Linked DNA regions of Gossypium hirsutum: regions 2 and 3 are each linked to region 1. A link is a contact called in public Hi-C data. All regions are on one chromosome and are shown on one strand. The core of a region is the stretch at or near the end of the contact, and the rest is flanking DNA. Distances in the headings are between cores, read along the strand shown.

Region 1 (4,548 bases), core at 915-3,414:
TAATTTATTTAGGCTAAACTCTCCCTATATTTTTTATTACTTAATTTTTAAAACTTAGGTTAATAACTAACTTAGCACTTCAACTATAACTAAAATATCAATTTGATACTTTCAAAAAAAAATTAATAACAATTCTAAAAAATTTCAAGGGTAAACTACTTGTCACCTAAGTTTTAATGTGTTCGTATTTTGGTCAATTAATTCTTTTTGTTAATTTAGTGACTTCCATTAGATTAATTGTCATTTTTAGTTACTCTACCGTCAAAATGCCTTAGTCACTGAACGAAAGCTGATGTGGTAGTCTTTTGATTGCTATAATAACAAATTTAGCCCTTAACACTTTATATATCCTGTCAAGTTGGTCCTAATTCTAGAAAATTTCAATAAATTTAACCCTTAATGTTTGCACATTTTATCAATTTAGTCCAAATTCAAAAACTTTATAATTTTAAAAACTTGAAAAATATATAATTTATTACAAAAAGACATAAAAATATAAAATATTAAAAAATATATAACATTACATAAATGTTTAATTGCCATTTGGTCCTAATTCTAAAAAATTTAAAAATATATATAAATAAGATATTAAAAAATATAAAACATTAAAAAAAATCAAAACCCAAAATCGAAGTAAGTAAAGTTTCCTTAGTTATAATTCAAAACCATGAAAACTCAAAAAATGCTCCTACATTTGATATATTCAACTGCACAACATTGCGATTAAAAAATTACAAGAAAAAATGTTCAAAATTTTCTTTCCTATTACCAGATTTTCTGGTCAACCAAACAAAAGGGATAAACTTTGTAAAACAACGCTCATCCCTTCATCTTTAGGCTTCCCATTGTTCTAATACTCCTACCAAACCTTACAATCTTAAATATCATATCAAATCTATACCCAACTTTACCAGACCCAAAAATCCATCATCACTTCGTCATCGAGCATTCATCGTTAAATCCACACCCAAAGTCAATTTTTTTATATAGACACGCTCAAACTCAATTTCACATTTTTCTTAATGAGGAAAAACGATCATGAAGCACCACTTAGCCTTAAGCATTTAAATCCCTCAGAGCCCTACACTTTGCCACCAAAATAAAACTTGTGATGTTTCTATAAGTCAAGGCTTTCTTATTTGAATCCCTCAACCAACTGTTTGATCATGGTGCTGGTTGGATTTGGTAGTGATTGATTCAAAAAAATTAATTCAAATGACTCGTTTAGCTTGATGGGGTTTAAAGATGAAAAGGAAATATTTGTTCAAAAAATTTAAGAGAAATTGAAGGTAAAATTTGTTGAATTCCTAAAATATTTTGTTAAAAATTCAAGAAATATTGATTTAAATCCCTTAGCCAAATTCATATTTAAGCCTTTATGTTAATTTATATATATATATTTAATAATTTATATTTTTATGTCTTTTCATAATAAATTTGATATATTTTCAAGTTCTATTTTTTTAATTTAAACTAAATTGACAAAATGTGCTTATATTGAGGGTTAAATTTGTTGAAATTTTTAGAATTAAGAATAAATTGACAGAGTATGTAAGGTGTTAAAAGGCTAAATTTATTATATAAATCAAAAGATTGCCATGTCAACATTTTGTTTAGTAACCAAGACATTTTAATGGTGGAGTGACTAGAAATGACAATTAACCTAATAGGGTGACTAAATTAACAACAACAAAAAATTGGTGACCAAAATAAGAACACGTTAAAACTTGGGTGACTATCTGAGTAGTTTACCCTTTAAATTTTTTAGAATTATTATTAAGAAAAACTTTAAAAGCATCAAAATGATATTTTAGTTATAGTTCAAAGGCTAAATTGATTATTAACTCTTTAAATTAACGTGTCACATCATCCTCTTAACGGGAGGTTAACGGATAAGTGACCAAAATATAATATTTTGATAACTTTAATGATAATTATGTAACTTTTAAAAGTTAAATAACTAAAATTTGATTTTAATAAAAATTTAAAGATAATTGGTATAGTTTGCCCAGTTATTTATTAGTAGAATAGGAACAGTCCAAGACTAAAAAACCCAAAAACGATATATAATAAGTGGAAAACAAATGTTCAAATGGCCCAAGAGCTCAGCTCCAAACAACATGGGCAAACTCTAGTTCCCAAATGGAAAGGGATCCAATCGGAGACCATGTTTGTCAGTGAGAAACCTAAGGAACCAAACCCCACAATTGTGAGACAAAATGGGTAGGATACTCACTGCTAACAAAAGGAGTCAACGCCCACAAGTCCGTCGGATCGTATACAAGAGTATTTCGGGTTTGAGTTTGAATATTTAAGACTCTAAACTCAGTTTAATTCGACTTATTTTTTTGTTTTTAATATACTACATTGAGAAATATTTATTCTACTACTAGTGAAATTTTTAGGCTCCACGAGTAAGTTAGAAACATAACAAGTGTTCAATAGAAGTATAGTAAAATATTAAAAAAAGACATTATAAATTTTTTAAGACTGCTTATGGAATAAAAAAAATAAACTGTCAATGTACCAAATATGAACCTTATTACATTATATTATTTGTATCTATCATGTAATTTATAACACATAAAAGTTAAATTTATAGTAGCTTAAAATATGTCATAAGTTTCTATACTTTTCACAAATTTAGAATTTTGTCTCTATACTTTTCAGATTTCAAAATTCAAGTTCAATTATTAACGTTGCTAATTTTTTTGTTAAATTTATTTGTGTGATATTTTGAAATTTAAAAAAAAAACTTAGTAGTAGTGTAACTAAAAGCATGATGTTGTAAGAACATGAATTAAAAAAAATAATCTTAGTGTTAAGAGTTGGACCTGAATTTTGAAATCTAAAATGTAAATGAGCTAGATTCCTAAAAATGAAAGTATAAGGACTAAATTTTAAATTTATGATTAGTATAGGGACTTATGGCATATTTTAATCTTTATAGTAATATATAATACTATAATGTGAACATTAAAAAGATAATAAATTACTTATATATAAATTTTAAATAAATATAAAAAAATAAAATTATTAAATTATTAAATTAAAAATAATAATATGAATAGATTTAAAATAAGCTTAAATTAATCATTTATAAATATAAATCATATTTCAAATTAAATCAGGTTTAGATAAATATAAATTATGGTAATAAAATGCAAAAATCGGGCTTAAATCCAACTAGTAGGACTTTTACTACTAATTATGGAATCTACAAAAATAATGAAAATCTTAAGAAAAAGATTGGATGTAACTATTATTAGCCCATCTAACTAGTGGGCCTTGAAAATGGGTAAGCGGAAAGGATGATACAGTTAGACCTCAAAACACAAAAGTTGGTTGGCTTATCGAATCTTATGCAACACTAGATTTTATCAGATACATGACCTAATCGTATTGAAATTATATTTATATAAAAAGCTAATAAATAAGTTAGTTATAAGAACAGCCATAAAGTTTATTTTTGAATAAATTTTTGTTAGGTAATGAGTGTGGAATTCATCAAAATTAATTATTTTACTCTTAAAAATATATTAAAATCAAAAGATAGGTGAATCCCATTGAGACAGAAATAATCAGATTTGTTAAAATATCTTTTGGCTAAAAGAAAAATAGTATTTAAACGGTTGCAAAAATAGTAAATAAAATGTAGAATCATGTAAAATAATATTTTAAAATAAAATAGATTTAACCAAATCAAAAAAGCTCTTCCCTCATGTACCAGGTTAGTTTCAGAATTTATGATGATTAGCTCATAATTTCTAACTTCATTCTAAGCCCGTTAAATTAATTGAGTCTAATCAATGACTAGTCGTAAATTAATTGCAAGAAAAGTCTAACAATTACTCTTATCAAATCAACAACATTAAGAGTAGCTCCTATAGATTAATTCCTTGACAACCTTGCAAATAAGAAATACCCGACTCTAATCAATGAACTCAATCATGTTAACTTATTCTTTGGTTAAAATAATATGAAAATTATAGCTTAAAGTATTTTTTTATAAGAATACATACTATGGTTAAAATAATATGAAAATTATAGCTTAAAGTATTTTTTTTATAAGAATACATACTAGATTACATAATCGATTCTCTATTTTTATGATATTTTGTTTTGTATTCCTAGATTCTAGTAGGTGTTTTGTTTTGAATCAATCTAAGTTAGTTATATTTGATGTAATAGAGTAGATTCTTTACGATATAATTTGTATATTCACCGCAAATCTTCTCCTCTTCCTTACCTTTCCTATTTATGGTATTAGTGGTACCTATCTCATACGAGCTTAAGTTTCTAGTTTTTACACTTGCTTGTTTAAAAAAAATTCCTCCCTTAACCACTTCTTGAATATTTGATCAACTCTTATCTAATGGCAACTGGAAATACTCACGCTATCCTCCCAAACACTCACGAGTTAAACAGTCCCCTAACCTTGGTCACAATCCACAACTCCATCAAACTTACCTCCACCAATTATCTCTCTTAGGAAACCCAGATCGAATCCATCATCATAGGTTATGACTTGTGTAACATCCCGAATTA
Region 2 (4,419 bases), core at 183-2,682, 90 kb before region 1:
TCAACATGCATTAAATAATAATAAAAAAATGTATAAAGTTGAAAAGATTTATTAAAATAATAAGGTGATTTTGTCTTTTTTAACCTATATTCTGCTTCCAATTCTATTAACCAAAACACTATAAAGAAGGCATGTAAATTTTGGGAATTATGTGATTTTAGAGTTGGGGTTCAATTCTAATCACTCTCCCCATTTTATAAAACAATAATAAAATCTAATGTCACTTAAATTCAAATTACTACCCACTCCCAATTCATATGTTTAGATTAACCAAATGTTTCACTTTTTTTTTTTAGTGTAACCAAATAAATAACTTCAATTTTAGTTTTTGATACCAATAGATATTTTTATCAATATTTACAAATATTTATATTTATCACACACCATTATCAAAAAAAGAAAAAAAAAAGAAAGAAAGTAAATCTAAAACTTACTGCATTTTTGTTACATTTATTCATAATTTGAATCCATATCAGAAAATGCCAGAAATATTCATTGCCTGGCTGCTCCACCTCTCCATTTCAGATTTGCAGCAAACTTTATTAACTGCAAAATTAAATTTATGAAAGAAATAATCATCTATTGATTCATTTGATTTTCTTTTCCTTATAAAATCATGTTTATATATTTACAATTAGCATCAATTTCAATTTTTTAAAAAATAACGAAAAACCTAAGAGGCGAAAGAACTAAAAAATATGGTGATATGTAACAAAAAGAAAAAGACGACTGATGAATGCTTGTTTAGCTAGCGAGAAAAAAAAAATAAGAACCAAAAAAGGAAGAAAACCCAGATTTTCTAGGAAGCCAAACAAGTTTCCCAAAAAAGCCTGTTCTTTTCCATCTCATTCATGGTTTCGCTTGAGTTTGAGTTTTCAGCTGATGAAGAGGATTTCTTTTCTTTCCCCACACCAACTCCTTTAATACGTTGATCATCCCTGCAACTTTTTTTATACAATTGAACCTCCTTTTGCTCCACCACCCCATCGTCATCGTCGTCATCATCTTCATCATTGACACCTTCAACAACATTTGCAAATTTGTTTTTTAAGCTACCACCAACCTCTCCAACACCATGAACAACATCAGGTGCAATATCACAGCTACATGACTCGGCATCATCATCATCACCATCATCATCGTGACTGATGTCAACCATGGCTGGATCGGAACTACAACCAGATTCCGAATCGCCGGTGGCCTCGAAGAGCAAGAAAGAAGACACGTCAACAACTTTACTTCTTCTTCTTCGGATACCCATTAATAACCTGTAATTACCAAACCGCAAAAAACAAAACGGAAATTCAAAAGAAAATTTTTATTGGTACTGACTTTGGGTTATTTAAGCCTTTGCTATATACATCAGAAAGTTTCATAAGTAATAATTAAAAAATAAATAAAATAGAAGGAGGGAAGGGTGGGCTACTATTGCTATTGCTACCGTGTTTGACGCATTGGAAAATTTTATTATAATGAAAAAGAAAATTTTGGTTTCTAGAAGGAGATAAATATACGCTAACGCAACGGTTGATATTGATAGAATCACAGTTCAGACCAGAGTAGGCCAGGTCCCACCCTTCTAGAAGCTTAACAATCACATAAATATCAAATCTTCTAGAACCCCACGTTCCTAATTATATTTATTATTATTATTATGGCAGTTTCTTTTTTTGTTTTATTTAAAGAATAAAATACTTTTTAAAAATTACTTTATTAGGTTAATTTTTGAGAAATTTACAAGAATAAATTGATTAATGAAAACACTTTTAGCTGGAAATATTTTCAGGTGAAATGTAAAAAAATGTTTCCAACTAGAAACGCTTTTATCGTGTTGCTAGTAAAATACTCTAAGTAGAACGCGTTTTTGCCAACTCATTTAAAAGCGCTTCCAGTTGGAAGCATTTTCCCCAATAGCAACCCCCCAATGGCTACTTTCCCCACAGCTAATTAAAATAGCCGTTGGCACTCATCACCCCCAACAACTACATTTTTCGAAACCCTATAAAACCCCCTTACTTTATTTCCACAAATTTCACTCATATATCTCTCAAAATTCACAAATCACTCTAAGAAATTTATCAAATTCTCTGTTAAATTCTTACTTCAATTTTATTTCTCTCTAAATTATATTTTTTATCAAAATTATCTTAATATTTTTGCAAATAAATTTTTATTAAAAATTAATTCTTATTTTTCAAAATTAGAAATGGATGGATCTCTAATCCATTTTGATGACAAGCACATTTTCGTTGATCAATTGCAAGTGGTAAGAATATTTTTTGATATATTTCAATGTTTAATTTTTTTTATTTCATTGTTATATTTAAATTTAATTTTTTTTCGTAAATGTGCGAAAGATCAAATTTTGGAGTGTTATATCCGTAATCTACCGACTCCTCAATCACCCTTGATTGAACTATACTTGAGGGAAGCCGATTTTTCGCACATGGCCTTTGTAGGTTGGGGGTGTAAGTTGGACCCAACACTCGTAAGTGTGTTGGTGAAAAGATGGAGACCGGAGATGCATACATTTTATCTTTCATGCGGTGAGTGTACTATCACTTTAGAGGACGTGTAGTTACAGTTGCGGTTATCGGTGGATGAGTCAGTAGTCACTGGGTCAATTCACGTGGCCGATTGGAGAGGTGCATACGATGAACTTTAGGGTTTGGTTTTGGAGACAATTTATGAGGTAGGACCAAAATGAGTTGGTTAAGAAGAAACTACGAAGGGCTAGATGAGGATTTAGTTGAAGTCAAAAGAGAACGACACGTTCGGGCGTACATCCTTCAAATTATCGGGGGTATCCTAATTCTAGATAAGTCACAAAATCTCTCCATCTAATGTCGCTGCTGAAACTTGTCAACTAAGAACTCAGTTGGGGGTCCGTTGTGTTGGCGATATAATACTGGGAAATGTGTCGAGCGATGCAATCACATAAAATTAAAATTGGTGTTTGCATTCTACTATTGCAATCATGGGTGCGGTACCAATTGCCATTTTTACTGTCCTCGAGTGGACTACCTATACACATTCTCACTCGTAACAAGGTAAAATTCATCAGATGATATGATGTCCATAATAAAATTAATTTAAATAATATTATGCTAACAAATTATTTCAATAGGTGGAACCATGGGTTGAGTTACATAGGATTATCGAATGAGCTGTGAGAAATATGACTTCTATTGGAAACGAATGTGTGAATTTATTTAAGTTTAAATTATATTGTATTAATTAAAGTAGTTGATTAGATATTTTGTAGTATATATGTATAACTAAAGTTTTGATTATTTTAATATAGTTTGAATGGACACCAAATGAGGATTCGACAATTTGAGAATGCATTACTGAGGAATTCTTTGTGAATCTGAACATCTAGCACGTGAAGGTGTCATTGGTAGTGTATGCTACTGTCGAGATGCACGAGTCGGATAGAGTGTTGCAGCAGTTTGAGTTCTGACAATCGATTCCCGTGGCACCTTAAGACGTTGATGATCTGCATCGTATCAACTTGTGAGAGTAGACGGATGAGAATTGACTGGTATTCTACGCCTAATATATCAACATGTGGAATAATAGGTACGATTTCTTACTTACTCGCGAGGCTATTATTGTTCCGAAGTTAGCTCTAGAGTACATGCCATGGTTTAGGATCCATGGTAAGCGATACTTGTACGGGGAAGAGGCAAGGGGTCGAAAATTGCATACGAGGAGGCCACAACAAGCCTCTATACATCCAAGGACTGACGAGGGGGGTCCATCATCAGTAACTACGCAAGAATCGGCACCGAAAATTGCACCACTAATTGTTGTACCACTCACTGGTCAGTATAAACCGTCTTATTCTGGTGCGTATACTAACCCTACCATTTTTAACACAAGCATCATATATTCCACCACATTTTTTGCTTCTACTGTTATCCCAAGTTTTATTTTTGGAGCTCCGTCCTCGATGTATTACACACCCATGCCATCTCTATTTCCAACGATGACGACGTATAGGTTGTTTATGTTTCAGGTACCGAACGAGAGTCCACTCGTTATGCCATCGGTGTATGGGATACAACATAGTTATACTTATTCACCGTTTGTAATGCAAACACCTCCGAGATTATTGTTCTACCAAGGTGAATCATCTTCCCAACCACCTATTCCTAGACCGAAAGATGCACAGTGGCAATCGAGGATGCAAAAATCGTAATCAACCAAAGGCGAAAAAGATAACCTACTGAGACCAAAACCCCAACTAGAGGTTGAACCAATAAGGAATCTGATATGCAATCATTGACCACCCTGATGTGGCACAAATTTTGATTGATTTCTTTTATCATTGTATCAATTTTTTTTTGTATAGGTATATTTTTATTATTATGTTTTTAAAAGAATATGGTTTTTCATTCAAGTTGGTATTTGTTA
Region 3 (4,259 bases), core at 1,154-3,653, 100 kb after region 1:
GTGGTTTGAGAAGGGAAAACACAGGGTATGATATGTTACCTTAAGCCAGACATTAGTGGAGCGCTTGAAGCCAGTGCAGAAGACGATTGTGTCGAAGGGATGCGTTGTGCCGTTCTCGAACACCACCTCGTTGCCTCTTATGCTACATATAGACGGCAACACCTGAAAAATATTATGCATTTTTGGATTATTTGAAAACCAAATATCTAAGCGAAACAAGATGCCGTAATTGGGCCCGGCCGGGGGCAGTCAATTTTTTTATTAAAAATTTCAGTCAAGCTCATATCAAATTTTCCCCTTTTGAAAATTTTACCAAAGTCTCTTTTATTTTTATAATTATTTTAATATTTTTAATTAGAATTTTTAGCTTTTAAAAGATTTTATAAAATATAATATTATTTTTATACAATGATTAAAACTACCCATAAGTCCTCTCAAGTCATGTTCTCTTATACTAGTGACGATGTCAATATCAATTGAGTTAAGGCTCAATCAACATAAAAAAAATATATTATAATATAAAAAAATGCAACTTTTGGGAGAAATGATTGTATGAAACTGTAATTCCACGTTATATTTATCCATTTTCAATAGGAGAATGATAAATCAAATTTTTCCTCTTAATTTTTAGCTTTTTTTTCTCCTTAAAAAAATTCAAATCTAACAAAAAAATATTAAAAATCAAAAAAAAATTTTGATTTGTTATTTTCTATTAAAAAAGAATAGAGATAACATAGAATTATAATTTTATACAATCTTTTAGAAGTTTTTAGGATAATTAATTTGTATTTTTTAAAATTGAGATGGGGACAAAAAATAATATAAAACTCATGTCACAATCGGTTATGATTGACCAAAGCAGTGAATAAATAAAGGGTAAAAGAGAGTTGAAAATGTAACAGAGATTCTTAGGTTTTAAGGAAATTAAGAAAGGCCTTTGTTAATTGCAAATGACATCACCAACTTTTTTTGTTCACGTTATTGTTACAAACCCTCGTACCCTCATTTCCTTTTTTCCTTCAAGAATACCAATCAATCGGTTATATTATCAATTTTCAGTTCGATTGATTTGACCATATGTACAACAATAATTAAAAATTCATTTTTTTTAATGGAAGTTGTAACATAGTAATTGGTAGAGAAAATGACAATAATATTACCCGAATCTCCTGGGACTTGATCTTCTTACATGTACCAATATCAGTAATAGGGTATTTTCCATAGGCAGCTTTCATGAAAAATGGACCTTCCTTGGGCCTGTAGATTCCGTACTTGGACAAGTCCCCATAAACAAGCTTGCTAAGCATCACCATTAACGAGTCCACCAAGTTTACCCGTATATACTTCACCAAAATTAACCCCAAGTAAATCATATCCCTTGAAAGAACGTGAACCTGCAAAACATATCAACCATTGCAAGTAATTTAACCGGTTTCATCACTTCAACCATTACAAACAACTACAAGTTAAATATGGTTTTAGTCCTTGGTAATGATTTGATATCAAGGCAAGTCATTAGTTGACCCCTTCACATTATTTAATATTTTAGTTTTAATAAAATCATTAGCAAGTTGAAGATACAACTTCCATCACAAAAAGATTTATATCAACATTATTTGAAAAAAATAATCCTATTAATTTATTAGAATAATTAATAAAATTATAAATTATGTGAAATTCGAGGACTATGGAACCAAAGTTCAACTTGTTAATTACCGGGCTTCGAACAACTAAAGAAGTTTGGGCACCATGATTGGCAAGGTCAAAAGCGATCTCCATGCCCGAATTCCCCGACCCCACAACCAAAACCTTCTGGTTTTGAAACGCCTTCCCATTTCTGAACCGCGTCGAATGAAGAACATCGCCGGGGAAAGTATTAAGCCCTTCAATCACCGGCGTAAAAGGGTCGCTCGTTTCACCGCTAGCCACCACCAAGAACCTCCCTTCCAACTCCTCCACCTCGCCAGAACCCAAGTTCCTGGCCTTAACAATCCATTTCCCGGTCTCTCCGTCGAACTCTGCTGACTCGACGGTCCGACGGTACAAAGGGCTGATCTTAAAACGAGAAACGTAGTCGTCTAAGTAGCTTACGAACTGTTGTCTGGAGACGAAACGTGGGTAAGAGTCGGGGAAGGGCATGTGAGGGAGCACGCAGAATTGCTTGTCTAAGTGAAGGTGGAGACGGTCGTAGGCGTATTTCTTCCACAGAGAAGCGATACAGTCTTCTCTTTCAAGGATTATGTATGGGATTGAGTGGTGGTTAAGGCAAGCCGCCATGGCCAGCCCCGAAGGGCCCGCTCCGACGATAATGACCTGTTCTTTTTGCATCCCCGACGATAATGACCGGCTATGTAGTAGCGCGATATCAAGCAGAATGGGTCGCTGCCTTGGGGATGGAAACACAGCTGTGGGCAGATATTTATACTATTATAGTACCACATTGTTTATTGAGAAATTATTTGTTACGGTTGGAGATTTTAGATTGAAGATCAAGGGTTGATAAATGTGGTTAAAGATAATAGTAAACTATTTAAAAAATAGAAGTATATGATAATTTTTTAAGATTATTTTATCACTGATTAATAGTGGCAGTTTTTAAAATTGACATAATAATTTTAATCATTAATATTTATATTTTGTAGTAATTTAGCGTTTATTTTAAAAAACTTAACTCTTAATTTTTACACAGAGTAATTTGGGTGACCAAAAAAAATAAATTTAAAAAATTCGATAACTATTTTGTAACTTTTTATAGTTATGTGACAAACAAATTAAGTGAAAATTAGTAAAATTTACCTTTTATAAAATTGTTTCTTAAAGATTTATAAAATTGTTATTGGACAAATGGGTTTAATGATTTTAGTTATTCTAATACGTGTTCATTTAAAGATTTTATATAAAAAGATAAAAATCTTTATATAAAAATATGTTTTAAGCTTTTTTTAACTATAAATTGATATTGATTAACTCATGACATTAATTTAATTAAGAGTATTTTAAGAATATTAAATTAAAAATTTATATTATAAATTTACAAGAAAGATTAATATGGCTTTAGCTATAATAATAAAAGTTGATGTAATGAAGATATTATAATTTGTAAGTATTTTTCAAAAGTTGATATAAAAATATAAAATGATGGAAATGATATATATTTTTAATTACTCATAAAGATGTGTTGTTAATTTGCAGTGATTACACGTAGTGACTTGAGATTTGACTTGCGGTGCTTTTAAATTAGGAAACTTATTTACCTATGCTCTTAGGATATACACACTTTCATTTGGATTATACTATCTTCTTGTAAAACCAATATTAATAACATCAAAATAAAATAAATTTTATTCATTAAATACAAAATTTGGTACCAATTAAACAAAATATACGAATATTAGGTGTACACATAGATTAGTTTGGCACCGACACCTTCCCCAATTTGAGGATAAATTACAAACCTAAAAAATTATAATTATTCCATTAATTATATTTAAGATTAAATTCTTATCAAGTAAGAATAAATTTAAAATTAAAATATAACTCACACATGATAATATTTAAATTATAATAAATTTTTAAAAAAAATTTATATGTGTTTTACACAAAGAGTGGATCTTAATTTGGGATTTCAAAATTCTAAACATCTTAACCCTACTATTAAATTAAAGTTTCATTCATAAAATTAGTTACCATTAATAAAAGGGATAAAATTCAAAATTACGCATGAATTGTTGTCTAATATGTAATGTTATAAATGATTTTTTGGTGAATATATTTTTTATTTTAAAATATCATATTAGTGAACTTATTAGAAAATTTAAATAGAATTAACAATTAAACTTAAAATTTAAAATATAAAAAAATTAAATTTCAAATATACAAAAAAAAATAAGTACTTAAAAGCATATTTTAAGCTATTATATATAATATCTATTTTAGTTACACCTAGGACATTGTTGTATGAATCTCATAGATTAGATTTTTTTTTAAAATTTTATATAAAAAATTAATTATAAGTGAATATGGTGTGATAGTTATTACAATAAATCATAATTTTCGATTTTAATGTCGTAAAAATATAAATTTTGTATTCAAATAAGAAAAAAAACATCTACTCATACTATTATTATTTAAAAATTTTACTTAATTTCTATGATGAATTAATCCCAAATTTATTTAAAAATATAATTATTTTATATATTGTTGCTGGAGTAAAAAAAAATCTATCTAAATTGATGTCATTTGTTTGTAGAGTATAATAA

What was found. A called contact is a pair of places that touch in the nucleus more often than the background predicts.
Region 2: a Hi-C map of leaf shows a contact between it and region 1, with 2.7 times the contacts expected there. The contact joins the promoter of LOC107947889 here to the enhancer-like site in region 1. A contact is called at or near these places in 8 of 34 Hi-C or Micro-C datasets (hypocotyl, leaf and petal).
Region 3: a Hi-C map of leaf shows a contact between it and region 1, with 5 times the contacts expected there. The contact joins the promoter of LOC121204573 here to the enhancer-like site in region 1. A contact is called at or near these places in 5 of 34 Hi-C or Micro-C datasets (callus, leaf and seedling).

Annotation. Positions count from the first base shown.
Region 1 is chrA08:93,003,232-93,007,779 of Gossypium_hirsutum_v2.1, forward strand. No RefSeq gene overlaps it. Among protein-coding and RNA genes, the nearest start is that of LOC121205238, 37 kb to the left of the region's middle. Within about 2 kb of position 2,165, at least 2 of the 9 cell types and tissues checked have an H3K27ac peak or open chromatin away from gene starts, as enhancers often do. A contact at or near this core is called in hypocotyl and leaf, where this site is marked.
Region 2 is chrA08:92,913,775-92,918,193 of Gossypium_hirsutum_v2.1, forward strand. It overlaps LOC107947889, which reads right to left and starts at 1,433. Exons shown (of 1, transcript XM_016882395.2): 1 at 419-1,433. The coding sequence starts at 1,261. The coding sequence ends at 800.
Region 3 is chrA08:93,103,585-93,107,843 of Gossypium_hirsutum_v2.1, forward strand. LOC121204573 (probable indole-3-pyruvate monooxygenase YUCCA10) reads right to left here and starts at 2,404. Exons shown (of 4, transcript XM_041074651.1): 1 at 1,717-2,404; 2 at 1,161-1,394; 3 at 40-162. The coding sequence starts at 2,328.